2 separate regions of the Hordeum vulgare genome follow, and region 2 is linked to region 1. Evidence: chromatin contacts called from public Hi-C data. All regions are on one chromosome and are shown on one strand. Each heading gives the region's core, a stretch centred on a gene start, on an enhancer-like site or on the middle of the called end of the contact. The rest is flanking DNA. Distances are from core to core; before and after follow the strand shown.

Region 1 (6,443 bases), core at 2,865-5,364:
CCAAGTAAGAAGGATCACAGACAACCTTCTTGCACTTAGCAGTTTCACCTTCTGATGTAACACCACATACTTTCCCCTCCATATCAAATTCAACCTGCAAAGGAGTATTGCGTAAAAGAATTCACACACAATGGCATAAATGATTAGCACAGATGGGGTAAGACCAACCTTGCACTCTGGCTTATTTAACATGTAAGTACCGCCATAAACAGCACTTAGACGTGCAAAAGCCTGGACAGTAAGAAAGCACTTCAGCATATAAGCATCTTAAAGGCGAACATGCGGTAGAAAATATATTAGCTCAAAGTACTCGAAAAACGACTGACCTGTGGCAGCTCACCCAACCCATATAATGGGTAAATATAAGGTGAGCCTCCTTGGAACCGTGCAAGAGACTCGGAATAGAGCTAGCAGCAAGCAGAAAAGTGTCAGTGTACTCCATCGATAAAATACATTCAAATAGCAGAAATATCACCAAAAACAAATATACGAGGGTAGCAGATCATAGAAATTATATTGATGTTAACAAGCCAGAAATCTTCTATCTTCTTAAGAAAAGAAAAGGCTAAAAAGATTAGCCAGGGCATACTTTCATTCTTTTAACAGTATCAAGTGCTGGCTCGCTTAGGTAGCGATCATCCCTGTGAAGAGCAAGCGCATGGCCAATGAAATCTATAGTATCATCACTCAATCCGTGTTTCCTGGAACAAATAACAAAAAAAAAGATTACTTGCAGTGCAGAAGGTAACAAGGGATACCCTTCCACTTTTAATGTAAAGTGCAGAGCAGTACATGATACTAAATCAAATGTTCTGTAAGTCTACCGTTTTCTCAAAAGAGAGAAAATTATTAAACCAATCCCTACTTCTGAAAAAAAGAAGGAAAAAAGAACCAAGGTAATGCAAAAGATGCATGTGTAATTAGAACAAGCATGCATTCTTTCCTACCAAATGAGATTGACAGAACTAGCTTTTGTAGATTTCAGCTACTCAACAGAATACGCAACTACCTTATATAGTCCTTTTTACCAACCCCCCGCCCCCTCCCCCCAAAAAATCTGATATAGCATTGATGGCATTAACAGATGGGATACTTACGCGATCAATTCTCTAGTTGTCATCCTTGTAAGGTCCAATCCTTGATGTGTTTTTGGATCAGCATCATTGTAATCTTGGACATAAATGAAGAAGTTCCTTGCTCTACGTTTCTCAAATATGCCCATCAAAGGGGATTTTAGAGCCTCCATGTCAGTGGCAGGAACCTTGTGAATCTGATGGAAATGCAACACAGCAACAAAATGCAGGTGACTAGTATGAATAGTGGTGTTAGAATACATGAGATGAAAGAATGGCTTATGACGAATCCAACAGAGGTGCCGTCCATACAAGATGGGAGGTATGCGGGTAAGCTAAAGCAATACCTTCCCTTTGCTGAAGACATAGCTTCCATCAACAGCTTTGAAAGACAGATACTTCGTCACATCAGTGTGAATGAGAGTACGAACCAAAGTTCCATTCGCCATCATAAACTGGTCGGATATAGAAAGAGAGATATTGTTTTTATCAAGCGTTTATATCTCAAAATATTACATGTAGCCTGTAGGCTTATACCACTTCATACTCTGAACCCATCATCTGTGTATTGTTAACAAAACCACAAGTTTCTTGCAAAAAGAACAATAATAACAATAGTACAAAACAAACAAGTAATGGGAAACACTATCAGGATTGTGGAGTTGTGATAAAGGTTCCAACATAGGGCGAGAGTTGGACGGTTATTGGTCAAAACTGCATGCAAATGAGTCGCACTAAAATGAAGCAAAAAAATGCAAGGAAAGTACTTCTTGGCCACAAGCCTCTTCAAGAAGTCGCAAAGCCATTGATACCTACTAGTATGATGCTAAATTTACCGAGGACCAATTCGTTTTTTGTAACTTCGACAGTTATCTTGAGTGCTCTATTACCCTGAGACATGATGTACTACTGCCCCTATATACATGGTAAGTTCCATAACTTTCTGCCATATAGATGAGAGGCGAGGTTGCATCCTCTATCTGCTTGAAATACTCTATCAGGCCCACACATCACTCCCCAATCTGCTTTTAGAACCATGGTTACCAGATTCGCGGATCAATGCATTCGCCACTTACAAAAGCTGGGTTCCCTAATAGGTGTATAATGTACATCTCCGATTCAGAGAAAAAAGATGAAGATGCAATATGCACACCAGATATTTAGGCAGAAAGGTCATACTAGAGAACATCCACATTAAAAGAAGGAGAAAACATGACACATGGGCCTGATCAGCCCATCCAGCACAGCGGCAACCCTTTAGTTAGGAGGGGAACCATAAAGTAGCGACGCAACCTTCTAAAGATACGTAGTGCCATAACCTATCTCCCAGCCTTCTGCTGCCTCAGAACCATATTAGTGGCAGATGGCAGCTGGAAGAAATCATAACCTCCCATCTTCCATTCTATCTTGATTTCATTGGTTTGGCACCCATCTATGAACCGGACACCAAATCCTCACCGATTGTCATCAATTTCAAACCTCAGCTGGGGCTTTCAAAGGCTGTTGCAGCAACCGTGGTAACCATGTTTGAAAGGCTATTTACTGGTCATACGCCAATGGTTTTCCTTATTGCTAAATCACTCGACTGAACAACAAATAAGTTTATAAATATTTTTGCAAGGAAAAGAGTTCATATATTGTATAGTCAGTTAATATGTGCGGCACACAAGGATGGATTTAATCAAAAGGGGCATGCCACACCTTTGGAACCATGTCTACATTGTAGTCTCTGCTGGCACCTAAATGCGCCGGTGGTTTATCTTCCCCCCTAAACTTCTTCCAGAGCTGTTGACAACACATGCAAACATTAAAGAGATATAACTAAAAAAACAACTACAAGAATAAATCAATCATATCAAATACCAAAACAGACTGAGTGGCTTTTGTTCATATATAAATGTTTTCAAAAAGTACCCATGATTCTAGGTGGTTGCAATCTTAGCTTAAACCACTCGATAGAGACATATAGTTGCTTGCCTGATTCAAGTTGAGGGAGGTGGAATCTCCTCCGTAGTAGTCATTTCTATCCATGTGCAAAACCTGCAAAAAGCAAAAGAAGACTTAGAACACATTTAGCAATATCAACATTTTTGCACCCCTTCAGACTACAACATGTTTCGAGCATCCCGTCACTTTTAGATCAGCAGTATCTCACCTAATTAATACAGCATAAAAGAGCATGCTTCCAAATGGGTAAGCATGTCACGCCACAACAAACTCAAAATACGCCCTCCCTTTTTCCTCACTAACTGATGTACCCCAGCTTTGCAAACTCATACCCGCGCCTTACAAGCATGGATCACATCTACTAGCATGAACTGGGAGACCACGGCTGGGGTCGCCGTCACTGCAGTTTACCTTCCGATTCAGCCATGGCCCTGCGTCCCTACCTCCACATCACTACAGGCTGCCTCCCCCAAGTCGAACGACCGACTAAGTTTCGCAACAGTTCCTACCACCAACAAGAGAGGGACACGGTGTGGCAGCCGAAACAATCGCCCATCTGCCGGCATCGGGTCCGGATCAAGCCGGATGCCAGCACCATCGCCCGATCTACTACCTGGAAGCAGCAGCAACCACCCCACGCGGCCACCGAGCGCGCGGGCCCCGTCGGAAAGCACGCGAAACCCCAGCACGGGAGCTGAGCGAGCGACGGCACGGCAGGCGGCTGGAACGGGGAAAGGCACACAGATCGATCGGCAGGGGGAGGCGGGCTTCACCTTGAGGCCGTCGACGGAGAGGAGGCCGCTGAGGATGCACTCCTTGAGCCCCGTGCCCAGCACGATCACGTCGTACTCCTCGTCCATGGCGGGCCTGGCTGGCTGGTGGCCGCGGCGATCGCAGGTAGGGACGAGCAGAGCAGAGCAGAGCAGATGGGAGAGGGGAGGAGGCGGGGGAGTGGAGTTGAGTTGGACGCAAGCAACGGGGGGCAGGTGCTAAAAGAGCGGTGGGAGGGAATCCGGGCGAGGGAGGTGCCAGGTGCGTGCGTGCGATGCCGATCGCCAGAAACACGGCACGGCGTTTTGGCGCACAGGTCCCTGGGACAATGCGCTATTTGCGCGTCCGGGGGCCTTTATCTACTGATTTATTTATTTATTTTGCTTCTTTTTTTGCTTTCGGCCATGCGGGGCGGTATGGGTTGAGCACATGACGGCACGCCGCAGAGGTAACGCATGTGGGCCGGTTTCTGGGCTAGCTGTTCTGTGGTCTCTGGTCTGTCAACTCTTTCTGAGCTAGGCTGATTTGTGTTTTTTTGAGATGTGCGCTAGGCTGATTTACGTTTGACATTCACCGTGAAAAAAATAAATTAAGACACTATCCACAAAATCACTAGGTTTGCATTTTTTTTAAAGGCTACTAGGTTCGCATTTTTGGTAGGCGTGTTTCCTACACAGTGCACCACTCCCTCGCTTCGTTAGTCCGACATCGCATTCTTTTTTTTGAACAAAAAAGGTTAAAAATTCCAGCCAGCCGAGGACGCGAGAACTAGATCCTATTACACATAACCAAAACTGAAGCAAAGCCAACACCCTAGCAGCAAACAATGAAGAGTCTTTTTTCGTCCCGGGGTTGGGTGCAACAAGATCATCGAGTGTGCGCCCTTAGGAAACAGCCTTCGGATCCAGCATCATCTCCACCTCGGCCCCTCATCTCCAGGCGATGCGAAGTAGCTCTCCTCTTCGATGGTCCAGGAGGCGGAGACAGCGCCGCAGCATGACCGATTGGTCCCCTTTGCACATAATCTTCCATTGATGAATAGATGAACTAGTCGTCCCGAGGACAACCTGAGTACTTATCCATAGAACGCCCTGAAAACATATTCTGTTAATCATAGACCAAATGCTCCAAATAGTAGCAACACAAACAATATTTATCGCACTTTCCCTATTATTAGCATTCCACAAAGCAGAATATTCCTTCATATTGTTTGGTTGAATAAAATCAAAAGCATCAATAATATCATGCCAAACGACTCTAGCAACAACTCAACCAAAGAGAAGGTGATGCACAGTTTCCTTATCACTACACAACAAACATGTTTCATCTTTTATATGTTGTCTCTTTCCAAAATTATCCCTAGTTGGGATTTTATTGTAGTAAGCCAGCCAAATAAACACCAAATATCTATTAGGAACATTGATTTTCCAGAATTTTTTCCAAATAGGGGTATAACCCCCTCCCCAATTAATGATGTTATAGAAAGATTTTACAAAGTATATACCATTATGTTCTAGCTTCCAAAAAGTTTATCATCTCCACCATTTGGAATGTAATTGGCAATTACCACCAAAAGCTCTTGCCACATACCCATAAGTCTCTCATCCACACATCTGTTAAAAGTCAACCTCAACTCCAAACCATCCCAAACCTGAGCAACATTATTGTTTCTTTGTTGACATATATCAAAAATCTCCCATAATTGTGTTTTTAGAGTGGTCTCCTCGTTGGGGAACGCTGCATGGAAAAAAAATCTACGCTCACCAAGATCAATCTAGGAGATGCACATCTAAGAGGAGAGACTGTATCTACATACCATTGTAGATCACTAAGTGGAAGCATTAAAGAACGCGGTTGATGTAGTGGTACGTCTTTGAGATCCAATCACGATCCATCACACGAACTCCCGATCAAGTGCCGAACTGACGGCACCTCTGCGTTCAACAAACATACAGCTTGATGACGTCTCCACCTCATCGATCTAGCAAGCGAGGACGGAGTGGTACATGAGTTCTCCGGCAGCGCGACGGTGTAACGGTGGTGGTGGTGTAGCTGTCCCGGCAGGGCTTCGCCAAGCACTACCGAAATATCAAGAGAAGGAGATGATCTAGAGGGAGAGGGAGAGGTTGCGTCGTGGCGTGTGTGTTGCATCCCTCTCTCCCCTCTCATATATATATATATATATATATATATATATATATATATATATATATATATATATATATATGAGGAGAGGAGGGGTGGCCAGTTCGGCCTAGGGCTCCCCCCTTGGGGGCGGCGACCAAGGGGTGGGGCGCGACGGCCCTAGGGTGCCTTTCCACCCAAGGCAAGGGTGGTCGGGCCCTTTGTGGGCTTATCCCCCACCTCCTGCCGCATGGGCCTTGGTGGGAGGGGCTGGCAGCCCACCAGGGGCTGGCACGCCCCCTCTCACAGCCCATGGGGCCCTCCGGGGTAGGTGGACCCCCTGGAACACTTCTGGTACTCCCGTCACAAAACCGACATATTCCGAAACCTTTTCGGAGCATGAATACCAGCTTCCTATATATCAATCTTTACCTCCAAACCATTATGAAGCTCCTCTTGACGTACTGGATCTCATCCAGGACTCCGAACAACTTTCGGTTACCATCACACATAACTCATTAATACTAA
Region 2 (6,046 bases), core at 3,290-5,789, 340 kb after region 1:
GATATCAGTAACTGGTACCATATCGGTCTGGTGCTGAGTAGGGATAAATAGGCGAATTTTCCAGTTAATCAGCTGACAAATCAGTTATTCGGACGATAAATCAGTTAATCAGCTATTCGGTGACCCACTGAGTAGCGATTAACTGGCCGATATTTGGAACAATGGATCATATGGTCATCGTCAGCATTATCGCTATTTTTACACCACAACTTCGAAAGTGCTGCATTCATCGCAACGTATGTAAAGTGCATTCAACCCAAACATGTCGTGCAAGCAGAACTTGGGTGATAATGTGCATCCTCTGTCTAAGTGCTCCATATGGACATTGGCCAACCGTTCCCGCAAGAAAGCTAGGTTTACCTGATTAAAGAGATTGAAGCTACCAAGTTCAATAAGATGGTTTCCTAAAAAAGAACTCAATATACCAGGAAAACCTGCAAAGTTGCAAATGGAAAGTACCTTATCTTCTTCAAGGTCAAGCCGCATCTTACACAAAGTACAGTGTATGAGATTATGAGTTTCTCGTAGCTCTCCTTGTTTGCATACTGGACACCAGAGCTTAGCATTTTCCACACCCTGACATAGTCATAGATGAAAACATGACTCAAGTCTTTGTTAAAAAGAGTAGGCGAAAAAAGACAGAAAGGAATAGTAGAAGGAAATTTCAATTGACATAGTAGATCGATCAGATCAGTTTAGATCTGAAAGAAAACGCCCCCACGTCGCCTCTCTGGCGGCTTGGGCGGACACCCACGAAGCCGCCGCCATGACTCCTCCTCGCTCCCCTCCTTCACCTCGCCGTCGCCGGAGGATGCCGCCGAGTTAAGCCCGCGCGGCGGACGGCGGCGGCAGGGCCTTCCTCTCAGCTCGGTGGGAGGGGCACGCACGGGGGCTCGGCCCCGTCTGCTGCGCGACCTGGCGGCTGCTGCGCCGTCGCATGCTCCAGTGCTCCGGCCATGGGCTCCTCTCCAGCATCGACGGCGGGGTGGCAGCCCCCCCCCCCCCCCCCTATGCCGGTTGTGGCTTCCCTGCGTCTGCATCGGCAAGCTGTTGGTGGCAGCTTCAGCGGCGGGTTACCAGATCCGGCCCTCCCGTGGCGGCTATGGCGGCCGAGGGATCCGGTGATGGATATGGTACTGTGGCAGCGGTGGACTTGGTTCGGCGGGTTGGGTTGGGGTGGCAGCCCTCCCTCCGGTGGTGCTTGGTTGGTGCAGCGTCAGGGTGCAGCGGTGGTGGGCGCCTGATGTTGGCCCGGCTTGGCAACCAACGAGGTTTGAGATGGCTCATGTGCGGCGACAGCGCGGTTGCTGCAAAAAAGGTGTTGACGTGCGGAGCTGGGTCGCGGCTTGTCCTTCTGATGTCAGCAGTCCACTTCAGCAATGGATGCGTTTATGTTGGTTTCTTACTGTGACGGAGAAGTCGGAGTTGCATGTGGCGAGACCCCTGCGGCAACGATGACTCCATGAGGGTGGTTTCCAGCGGACGGTGCTCTCCGGGGGCTGCGTTGCACTAGGTCGGTGCAAGGCTTCCAACTTTGTCCTGTGATGCGCATCCAGAAAATCGAAGCTGCCTGTCCTCGAAGTCTGGGGTTGATTGTTTGGCTATGGCCGACAAGGTCCTTAGACTTCGTTCGTTCGAAGGGGTCTTGACGGGTCGTGAGCGGCGAAGTTAGAGTTGCCTGCTCGGGGAAAGGTGATGACGATGACATTGTAGGCATCCTCGACAGTGTCCACTTCTCGACGATGTGTGTGGTCTTGTGGGTGTCAAATCGACCGTGGTGCCCTTTTATGTGGGCGTGCTGTAACGGTTTTCGCCCGGGTTTCCAGTAATTAACCGGGCAACTCTATTCTACCTTTTTTAATGAATCGGGCCCTAAGGGACCGTGTTTCAAAAAAAAATAGTAAGATCTGCTGCATCTGTAATCAACTCAACAAAATCGATCTAATAACCCACTATTACTTGAGGTTCACACCTTCATTGCAAGTTTATCATCAGTTTCGGTGAGATGTGAATTACGCTTGAATAGTAGCAATAATAATAGAAATACATTGATAAACTGCCCCAGTAGATAGCTTAGATAAGCTAGCTGCATTTACTCACTGCAACTACTACTTATCAAGCCACTAAAATGCTTAGGTATATTCAAAACTTTATACTGTATAAACTGCATTACAACCATCCATATTGATGCAGCTACAACGAATACATGCAACTGCAAGACTTTGGTTATGTCATTCTGACATACGAACGGCTCACCGCACAGTGCTATCAAATAGTAATGTTATTTCTGATTGCATGGTGTTCTGTGTGATGCAGGTATGAGCCTAAATTTTGGGTACCCAAAACTGAACAATTTACTTGGGACATATTTCCTACAAGTTCCACATGATAGTAATTGTGAAAATTTGGCAGTTTCGCACACTCAGATAAACAGAAGTAAAGGAACCATTCAAAGACAAATAATGAGATGAACAAAGAAAAATTATAGCATACAAATAAATCATGTAAGAATACAAAAAAAATGCGTAAGAGAACTTTAAAAAGAAAAGATAAACTAAATGTTGAATAAACCATACCTCTTCCTTCAATTGCATATGATCGTAAACAGCCTGAGCTAAGTATGCATCTTCCTCATCAAGGGCCTCTATTTCTAAATAAAAGACACTGTTAGCAAAGGATTTTCAAATAATATAAAGTAAATCCGGATTAGAAGATTCAAAAACGTTGGCCATGCCTATAAAATTGCATGCGTTGTCACTAAGGTTGTAGAGATATAGGCAGAAGGATGCGATAAAAAGTTGATTAGGTTTTTTAGCTATAAGTTCCAGAGAGAGATAGGACAGCAGATTGCTGGTGGGTACTTAAGCTGTTCGGCACATCAACGGGAAATAGCAAAAGATACACACAGAACTACCTTTTCGGATCATTTCTTCCCGCAGATCTTCATAAAGAAGTCTTTCCATTTCAAGCAATATATCTTCGCTTTCAAATTCAGCTGGCTTAGCTTCTTGTGGTCCTTCATATTCCCATATCATATCAACTTCTTGGTCCTTTTTTCCATCCACACATCTTTTGAGTTTCTTTACCTCATCCGAGATAATGTTCCTGACTGCAGATTCAGCCGTTTTCTGTCAGCCGACATATATGGATAAATCAGAGATCAGACATATGTATGAAAGAAGGAAAATCAAGAAATATTAATCAATTGGGGTAGTCATAGTGAATTCAGTTTTATTATCGTGACCAGCTTCAGTATGTATATACTTGAACAAAAAACGTTGAAGAAATAATGATACCGAATTGAACCGGAATAGGTTATCAATAATTAGAGATGTAGTGGACAATGAGGAAATTCTTAACAGCATAATCATGGAGTACTTATTAACATTTATTCTATGCCCTTGTAGTGGAGTTACTGCATCATATTTTAACTACAACAGTTCAGTATGGCAAAGAAAATTTCTAACAGACACCGCACAAAGTTTAATATTACTAATTATTCAAATCTATGGTTAGATTGCAGGTGCAGGGTGAAACACATTGCAAGTGTTTGGAAATGGTATCGTAATGGGCATTGATCAATCTTGAGTTCAGTTTTGCTTTTCAAAATAGTAACTTATACCAATGTCTTGAACGGGTAGCTAAATAACATATAAAGGAGCCTAGCCTGTAGCCTTTATTTTTAATAAGAACATAAGCTGCACAAGATATGATAAAGTAGAATGCACCATATTTAGATACCATGTCAGTAGCAGGTGGCTGCCCTTGGTTCCTCATCTTCCAGAGCAAGTGGACTCTCTCATTTTTAACTCTTGTCATGCAATTTGCCCTAAGCTGTGGGTAGAAGGCAACAGGGGATAAGGACAAAATTACGGGAAATACGAGATGAAGGCACATAACAGTTACTCCATCAGATTGCATGCAACACTGATAGGCAATGCGAGGGCAGTTGACTGAAACCTATGGTGCAGATGACACCCCAGGCAGCTCAATTCAAAGCCTACTCTATATCTATAGCAGAGGAAAAAGGTTAACTTCATGATTCCTAAGGAAATAGCAGAAAAATGCTTGACTTCATGACACGGGTGACGCCCTACTGATAGTTCTAGGGCAATTAACCGAACACCTCGTGCGCATGGCGGCAGCACCCGTTACCCAGCAATCCAACAGTAGCGTCACGCTTCAGGCTCCGGCCTGCCGCAGCGTGCGGCATGGCAGCATAGAACCAGCTGCGCCGCCGGCGAGATGGGCTGGAAATGGGACAAAGTCAACGAACCTCCTCTCTCCAGTCCGGGCGGCGGGATTTGTTGGGAACCCTCCTGGGCCGAGCCGAATCCATCGGTGGCGGCCGGGCGCGCCGATCGACGTGGGGCGAGGCGCCCTTCCCCTCTGCTCTCTCTTCGTCTCGCCGGCGTGGAGAACGAACGCCTGGGGACGCGCGCTTCTCGCCGCGGCGCCGGCTCCGGGAACGCCTGGGGGAGATTTGCCTCGCGCGACAGAGGAACAGAAAATCGCGAGAGGACGGGGACCGTTTCCGTAGAGTTTTGTTTTTTTTTTTTTTTTCTTGAGAATTCCGTAGAGTTACGACTCCTCGCGAGGAAATTTCTTTGGGCTCGAGCGGCGGTCGTGTTTCGCTCTGGGCCTGAGGAGAACCCGGCCTGGTTACGATTTATTTGTACAGTGCCAGCCTAATTGAGATGGTTTCCCTAAAAAAACAAGGAATCTCCTATTTGCAGCTGCGGCGAGTTATCGACTGGCTCATTAGCGACTTTCACTGATCCTGGTTTTTTGAAACTTCTGGAGGTTCCAGCTAAAAAAATTTCGGTTTTGAGAAACTTTTAGAAGGTTTATTACTGAACCGTTTTTTTATTTTCTTTTTCTTTTTTATCTTTTCTATTTCTGTTTCAAAAAATATTCTGAATTTTCAAAAAATGTTCTGAATTTTCAAATTTTCTTCTTCACATACAACAAATGATTTTGTTTTCTTTCTTAAAGTTCTAATTAGAAATATTCATAATTTCAAAAAATGTTGGACCTTCCAAATTTATTTGGTGTTTTCCAAAATTGTTCTCTGTTTCAAAAATTTATTCTCAAGATTCAAAAATGTTCGTGCAATAAAAATTGTTCGCGCTTCCAAATTTGTTTGGAGTTTTTCAAAATTGTTCTCTGTTTCAAAATTTTGTTCTCAAGATTTAAAAAGTGGTCGTGTTTTATTTTTTTCATGCTTCCAAATTTGTTTAGGATTTTTCAAATTTGTTTTCGGATTCAAACTTTGTTCTCAAGATTCAGAATATGTTCATGCTTTAAAAAATTGTTCGCGCTTCAAGACTTGTTCGGGGATTTTCCAAAATGTTCTTTGTTTCAAAATTTTGTTCTCAGGATTCAAAAAATGTTCGTGCTTTCAAAAATACTCCGCGCTTTCAAATTTGTTCAGGATTTTTCAAAATTGTTCTCGGTTTCAAAATTTGTTCTCAAGATTCAAAAAATGTTCGTGCATTCAAAGTTGTTTGGGGTTTTACAAAATTGTTCTCCGTTTCAAAATTTTATTTTTAAGATTCAAAAAATGGTCATGCTTTAAGAAATTGTTCGTGCTTCCAAATTTGTCCACAGTTTTTCAAAATTGTTCTCAGTTTAAAATTTTGTTCTCAAGATTCAAAAAATGTTCGTGCTTTAAATATTTGTTCGCGCTTCCAAATTTGTTCCCAGTTTTAAAACATGTTCAAAATTATTCACGCTTCCAAATTTGTTCTCCGTTTTAAAAATATTCAAAATTGTTCGTGCTTCCAAATTTGTTTGGTGTTTTTTAAAATTGTTCACCATTTCAAATTTTTGTTCTCAAGATTCAAAAAATGTTGTGCTTTAAAAAATTGTTCGCGCTTCCAAATTTGTTAGCTATTTTTCAAAGTTATTCTCGGTTTCAAAATATTGTCTCAAGATTCAAAAAATGTTCGTGCTTTAAAAAATTGTTCGTGCTTCCAAATTTGTTCGGGGTTTTGAAATTTTTTGTTCTCGGGATTCAAAAAATGTTCATGTTTAAAAAACTTAT

The links. A called contact is a pair of places that touch in the nucleus more often than the background predicts.
Region 2: a contact with region 1 is called in a Hi-C map of leaf, with 2.4 times the contacts expected there. The contact joins the promoter of LOC123442880 here to the promoter of LOC123442870 in region 1. A contact is called at or near these places in 3 of 6 Hi-C or Micro-C datasets (leaf and seedling) and 1 of 1 datasets of contacts at active chromatin or transcription factors (embryo).

Annotation. Positions count from the first base shown.
Region 1 is chr1H:431,489,060-431,495,502 of MorexV3_pseudomolecules_assembly, forward strand. It overlaps LOC123442870 (guanosine nucleotide diphosphate dissociation inhibitor 1), which reads right to left and starts at 4,115. Exons shown (of 13, transcript XM_045119043.1): 1 at 3,794-4,115; 2 at 3,051-3,113; 3 at 2,775-2,858; 4 at 1,421-1,528; 5 at 1,098-1,270; 6 at 590-701; 7 at 327-407; 8 at 169-231; 9 at 1-94. The coding sequence starts at 3,880.
Region 2 is chr1H:431,823,799-431,829,844 of MorexV3_pseudomolecules_assembly, forward strand. It overlaps LOC123442880, which reads right to left and starts at 4,540. Exons shown (of 7, transcript XR_006630538.1): 1 at 4,277-4,540; 2 at 3,742-3,834; 3 at 2,915-3,128; 4 at 2,577-2,650; 5 at 460-576.